Linked DNA regions of Mus musculus: region 2 is linked to region 1. Evidence: chromatin contacts called from public Hi-C data. All regions are on one chromosome and are shown on one strand. Each heading gives the region's core, a stretch centred on a gene start, on an enhancer-like site or on the middle of the called end of the contact. The rest is flanking DNA. Distances are from core to core; before and after follow the strand shown. Region 1 has its middle 34 kb from the start of Cdnf. Region 2 overlaps LOC108168726.

Region 1 (3,007 bases), core at 40-2,539:
TGCCTATATATGATATAGAATGTATATTTTAACTATGTAGATATTTTAAAGTCTCAACAAGAAGCCATATACTGTCTTCTTCTTCCCCTTCCCCTTCCTCTTCTCTTTCTCTTCCTCTTATTTTTTTCTTCTTCTAACACTATCATGTTACTTTTAGAAATTTTGGAGTGTTTTACTTGTTGAAGTGTGAGCTTTGATGAATTCTATGTAAATGGCTGACTGGAGAGTATCTAGAGAAAACAGAATCTCAGGGAGAAGTGCTTGGATATTCACCCATTCTAAGCTGATCTGTCTAGTGGAACCAGATGTTCAGACTGGCCACTCTTTATTCATACAATGTTGGCCTTGGCCTTCACAATATCTTCTAGTATTTAGGCTGCTTTATTTCTCCAGTGCATCCCAAGAGCCTTCAGGATGAAGCTCATCTTTTTAGTGTGGCAGAGAAGGACCACTTTCCCCTCCCCTGAGGCTTACAGCCAGGATGCAACCTCTCACCTCTATACCTTTTAGCCATATGAAGGACTGGTATGTCTTAAGGGAACTGCACTTTCTTTGGCTTCTAGATTTCACTGTGTACTTCTACTTCTACATAGAATGTCCCTTCCCATCTCCATGTGTCCCTCTGTTTCTGTATAATTCATTCCTATGCATATCTTAGGACTCAGAATAAATGCCACGTAGTTTAGGAAGCTAAATGCTTCAGGGGCTATAGAAGAAGTTTTCCCAGTGTTCTCAGTGACACTGCTTCTAAAGTATACAAGCATCTGAGCCCATGCATTACCTAGCCTAAAGCCATTGATGCATCCCCTTAGGTAAGCATTTTGTCTTGTGTTGACTCCTTTGCTACCATAACCTAGATAAGCGATGTTATTAAGTTGGTATAATAACCTTCCCAATGCACAGATGGGAACATCTACTTTCAGGAAGATGGTGATGAAGGGGTTTGGGAGACAGTGAAGAGGAACTAAGAGGAATCTAATAGGTGTGGGGTACATCCTCTTGTGGCCTGTTAGCTTCTTGCTATGTGAGTCTTGAAGATCTCAGAGTAATCTCTGGTTATAACTAATTTAGATAAAGGAAGGGAAACACACAGGGAGGTTTCTGTCATCATTCTGAGCCCAGCTGTTGAAGGTGATAAGAAAGTAGTTTTAGTGAGACTGACTGATTAGTTACAATGTGTTCTAAGGGTGACTTAGAATCTCCCTAAGCCTTCATAGAGGGAAGCTCATGGAACCGCTAAGAACTGCCCCTTATGAGCTGTCCTTCAGTGATCTGACACACACAGCATGGACTGCTGGCCATTCTGAGTCACTCGTTAAACAACTGATAATTTGTATATACACTAGCATTCCACAACTTACACACACACACACACACACACACACACACACACACACACACACACACAACAATTGAGGGATGCATGTTTAAAATGAAATCATTTCATTAAGTTAATGAAATATTGGAACTCATTGATACTAGAAAAGCTTTTAGACATGTCTGATAGTAAAGATACAGCTTTAGATTTTTTGCTTTTCCTCTGAAGACACAGAAGCCAAGAGAGCAACACAGTTTGCTCAAGGACATTTTGTCATTTGGTGACAGAGCTGACACTAGAACACAAGGTCTCTGACTTTTAGCCCCCTGCATGTTTGAACACATCACCAAATCCAAGGAACAGCGCATAGTACATAGCCACCAGCAGGTGGCGGTCTGTCGAGCGGGCCAGCTGGTTTTCCCAGGTTTAGTTTCTTACTCTGTAGAAGCAGCAGGTGCAGTCTCAGTTGCTTTAGACATCTCTACAGATTTTCTCCTCTCTGAATTATCAGGGAGTACAGGACAATGCAGACAAAGAAACATCTTATCAGATAAAGGATAAGGAGAACAGATATAACAAAACAATATTTTCATCTTCTGGTTCACTGTGAATAAACATAAAAAACTGTTTTAGCTTAGTTGCTGACAAATTTTTTCTTACTTTTTTTTTTTCTTTTGGCACTACTGGGAACTGAACCTAGGATCTCATGCATTCTGGTCAAGCCCTCTCCCTGAGCTCCATCCTCAGGTGCAGTTGTGAATATCTTTTTTTTTTTTTTTTTTTTTTTTTTTTTTTTTTTGTGAATATCCTTAATACAGCACCAGCCAATTTCTTGCATAAATGAATAAGACACACAAAGCCCATTCTCTCTGAATGTGCGGCACATGCCAAAACCTGAGAGATTGATTATATGGTTTCAGTTTCTTAAAATTGCATGATTTTAAGATGCTCCTGCCTAAGGTGAAATAACAGCCTACCAGGACAATGATGAGTTTCATCAGTTCATTTTCCCCTATGTGACAGAAATTAAAATTTGCCATCTTGCCATAATGTAGGCAGTCATACATGCTGTTTGCCCCTCTGGAACAGTTTTATGTGACTCTTGCTCCACTGTGCATCTCAGGAAGCTGACCTTTGCGGGCTGTACCTACTGGATTCCTTTATCTGGTTCCTTGTTTGGCTTGAGCAATGAGGGGGCAGCAGTTGACCAGTAAGCAGCCAGTCAGTCAGCAGCCTGCTTCCAGAGTTCCAGCTTTCTGTCTCTCTCTTTGTACCCTGCTCTTTCCTCTCTCTTTCTGCATAATGTACATGTATGTATTTATGCATGTGTGCATAGTCATGTGCTATGGCATACAAGTGGGTATCAAAAGACAACCTCCAGTGTCAACTTCTGCCTTGTTTGTGGCAGGGTCTCTTCTTCACAGCTGGCAATGTTAGGTGGCTCACAGGTTCTGGGGCTCCTCCTGTCCCCACCTCCTATCTTGCCGTAGGAATGGTAGGATTATGGACACACACCATTGCATCTAAATATTCCTGGGCTCTTGTGATCTAAACTCAGATCCCCACATTTGTGCAGCAGATGCCATCTCCCTGACCCCAAGTTCCAGCTTTGTGTACCTGGGTTCATGCCACCCTCCCCACGGAGTTCCCATGGATAGGAATGCCTTGCCTACTAGTTTTGGTTCCCTT
Region 2 (2,700 bases), core at 2-2,501, 110 kb after region 1:
GGGATGACATGACCAACTGGGGTATTCAGGATTTTTTCTCAGAGAACATGATATATGAAGCAGGCTACAAAGATGGATATAGAATTCGTTTGTCAAGAGATATACATTATTAGCCGGGGCATTAATAACGTGAAAACCAATTACTTTAATCGATATTACTCACAGTGATATCTACTTGGAGATCAGACCTTTTCTTGGACTGATGACCTAATCCTTAGGTGTCTGTTACTATATCTGGCCTTGAGATCTATAGTCTATATGTGTAGGGGCCGCCTGGGAAGCAATGGCAGTTCTGTGTGTGTGTGTGTGTGTGTGTGTGTGTGTTTAATCCTAATTACTGTCATTGTTCTCTGTTTTCAACAGTGCTTATGCTCACTTGAAGGGTTTCTTGACTGTAGTAGACAGAACCCCAGTGCCTACCTAGAAGCAGGTGTCATTTCCCTGAGCTTCCATGGACATCTAGCTAGCACACAGGTGTCCCCTTATATAATATCTGTTTCTCAGAGATGCATTGCTCAGTGCTATCCACTGCTGCTCCCTTTCAGCAAGGGGAACATGGAGCGGGGCTTGCAGGTAGATAACTGATTACTCTTACCTCCAGCCAGCTCTTCTTATGCCCCTTCCTCTTTGCTGGTCTTTCTCCCAGTATACTTAGCCACCACATGATCATCAACATCTTGAAACTAGAGCAGCTGGGAGCACATCAGTGTGGTGTAGTCTTCTCACAAGACCCTCTCTTGTGGGAACATATATGCTCCTCAGAGTAGAAAGGAGACCACGAGAGGAGAAACTCTTAAGGAAGAAAGGGAAAGAGAGGGTAATTGAGTCCATGCCATGTTAACCTGGAAGCGGAGAGTGTCTTCGAGAAGAAAGAAACAAGCCAGAGAAAGGCAGAGAGCCTAAGGCGAAAGGCAACAGAGGGCAGGGACAAAGGAGAACAAAGAGAACAAAGCATAATGAGCCACGTGTATGGAGATGCCGCAATGAAACACATAGGCTGGCTTAAAAATTAATAAATAAATACATCCCCTTGTTGAAGGATGGAGGGCACATGATGCCCCTCCACAACACTTAGCAAGGTGGGTAGACTCTTACTTAGGTTTCCTATCATTGCCCATATGCTGACCATGCTTTTGTGAATCCCCATTCCCCTGCTTCTGTAAGCAATTCCAACTAAACTCACTGGTTCACCAAGCTTGCCTGGAACAGAGTCTTTTGCTGGTGCCTTATTTCTGAAGCACAACCACATATCACCTCCTCCTCCTCAGTGTTTGGCTCCTAGCTTTTTGAACAGCAAAGGGTGGGCTGTCAGGCACACAGCCATTACTACAGTGGGATTTTAAATTTCAAAATTACCCAGAGAATGAAAACCTATGGAAGCTATTTTTAATATCAGCACATAGGCAAAGAAGGGTGGGTGGAATGGAGGGTGAGTAGGGGAGACACTGTTGGAGGTAATTCTGTCACGTGGCCATACCTTTCTTTACCCCAGCACAGGAATACCAAAATTCACGGACAAACACACCAAAGGCTCCATTAGGCTGTGTGCTTCCTGAGAGCAGTGGACTGTGTCTTAGTTAGGGTTTCATCGCTATGAAGGAACACCATGACCATGAAAACTCTTACAAAAGAAAACATTTAACTGGGGCTCTGCTTAGAGTTTCAGAGGAATATTCCATTGTCACCATGGCAGGAAGTATGGCAACATTGATGCAGACATGGAGCTTGAGGAGCCGAGGGTTTTACATCTTCATCTGCAGGCTGCAGAAGGGGACCATGTGCCACAGTAGGGCAAGTAGCACAAACATATGAGGACTCAAAGCCTGCTCCCACAGTGACGCACTTTCTCCAACAAGGCCACACCTACTTCAACAAGGCCACACCTCCTAATACTGCCACTCCCCGTGGGCCAAGTACCACACACACACATACACATACACACACACACACACACACACGGACACGGACACGGACACGGACACGGACACAAGAGTCTGTGGGAGTCAAAGCCATTCAAACCACTGCAGACTGCATCGGTTCAAAGATGAAGCCAGAGCCAAGGGAGATTGAGCTCAGTGAGCAAAGTGTTTGCTGTGCAAGCTTGAGGACCTGAGTTTGAATGCCCACACCTACACCAACGGCCAGCATGCCAGCAAGTGTCAGTTGGAAGCTGAGCCAAGCATATCTCATGGGCTGGTTGGTCATCCAGCCCAGCTGAAATGGCCAGTTCTAAGTTCTCTGCAAGACTCCATCTCAAAAAAATGAAGTAGACAAGTTGTCAATGCAGACCTACTGATGTCAACCTCTAGCTTGCACTGCCCCCCCCCAATCCCTCACAACATGGGCAAGCACACTCACTTCACACAAATACGCCCCTCACATGCTTGCATGCACATAACTTTTAAAAAGAAGGGAAAAATGAAGTCAGATTCTCCGTGGGAAGGTGAAATTTCAAAGATGCATCACATCTATTAGACAGAGTACTCAGTGTGAAAATAAAGGGAAGGATGTAAGATCGGGCTTACAAATGCACTGGGAAGAGAAAGACTGAGACTCTGGTTTTGTGAATAATCACAGCATGTCAGTGGAGGCTTTGTGAGTGGAAATACTCCACACTTATGCTCTTCTGTGCTGTAGTCAAGACTGTGTTGTTTAATAGACAGCAGGACAGAGCTACCTTACTAATAGTGACAAGAAGGG

Evidence for each region. Hi-C and Micro-C count contacts between places; a contact is called where the count stands out from the background.
Region 2: a Hi-C map of the G1E-ER4 cell line shows a contact between it and region 1, with 3 times the contacts expected there. The contact joins two enhancer-like sites. A contact is called at or near these places in 1 of 15 datasets of contacts at CTCF or cohesin (large pre-B cells), 12 of 484 Hi-C or Micro-C datasets (B cells, the C10 cell line, ECoMG myeloid progenitors and 9 more) and 6 of 115 datasets of contacts at active chromatin or transcription factors (CD8 T cells, the HPC-7 cell line, Th2 cells and 3 more).

The regions. Positions count from the first base shown.
Region 1 is chr2:3,545,067-3,548,073 of GRCm38.p6, forward strand. No RefSeq gene overlaps it. Among named protein-coding and RNA genes, the nearest start is that of Cdnf, 34 kb to the left of the region's middle. Within about 2 kb of position 1,290, at least 12 of the 459 cell types and tissues checked have an H3K27ac peak or open chromatin away from gene starts, as enhancers often do. A contact at or near this core is called in the G1E-ER4 cell line, where this site is marked.
Region 2 is chr2:3,653,555-3,656,254 of GRCm38.p6, forward strand. All of the region lies in intron 2 of LOC108168726, which reads left to right. Among named protein-coding and RNA genes, the nearest start is that of Fam107b, 59 kb to the right of the region's middle. Within about 2 kb of position 1,252, at least 8 of the 459 cell types and tissues checked have an H3K27ac peak or open chromatin away from gene starts, as enhancers often do. A contact at or near this core is called in the G1E-ER4 cell line, where this site is marked.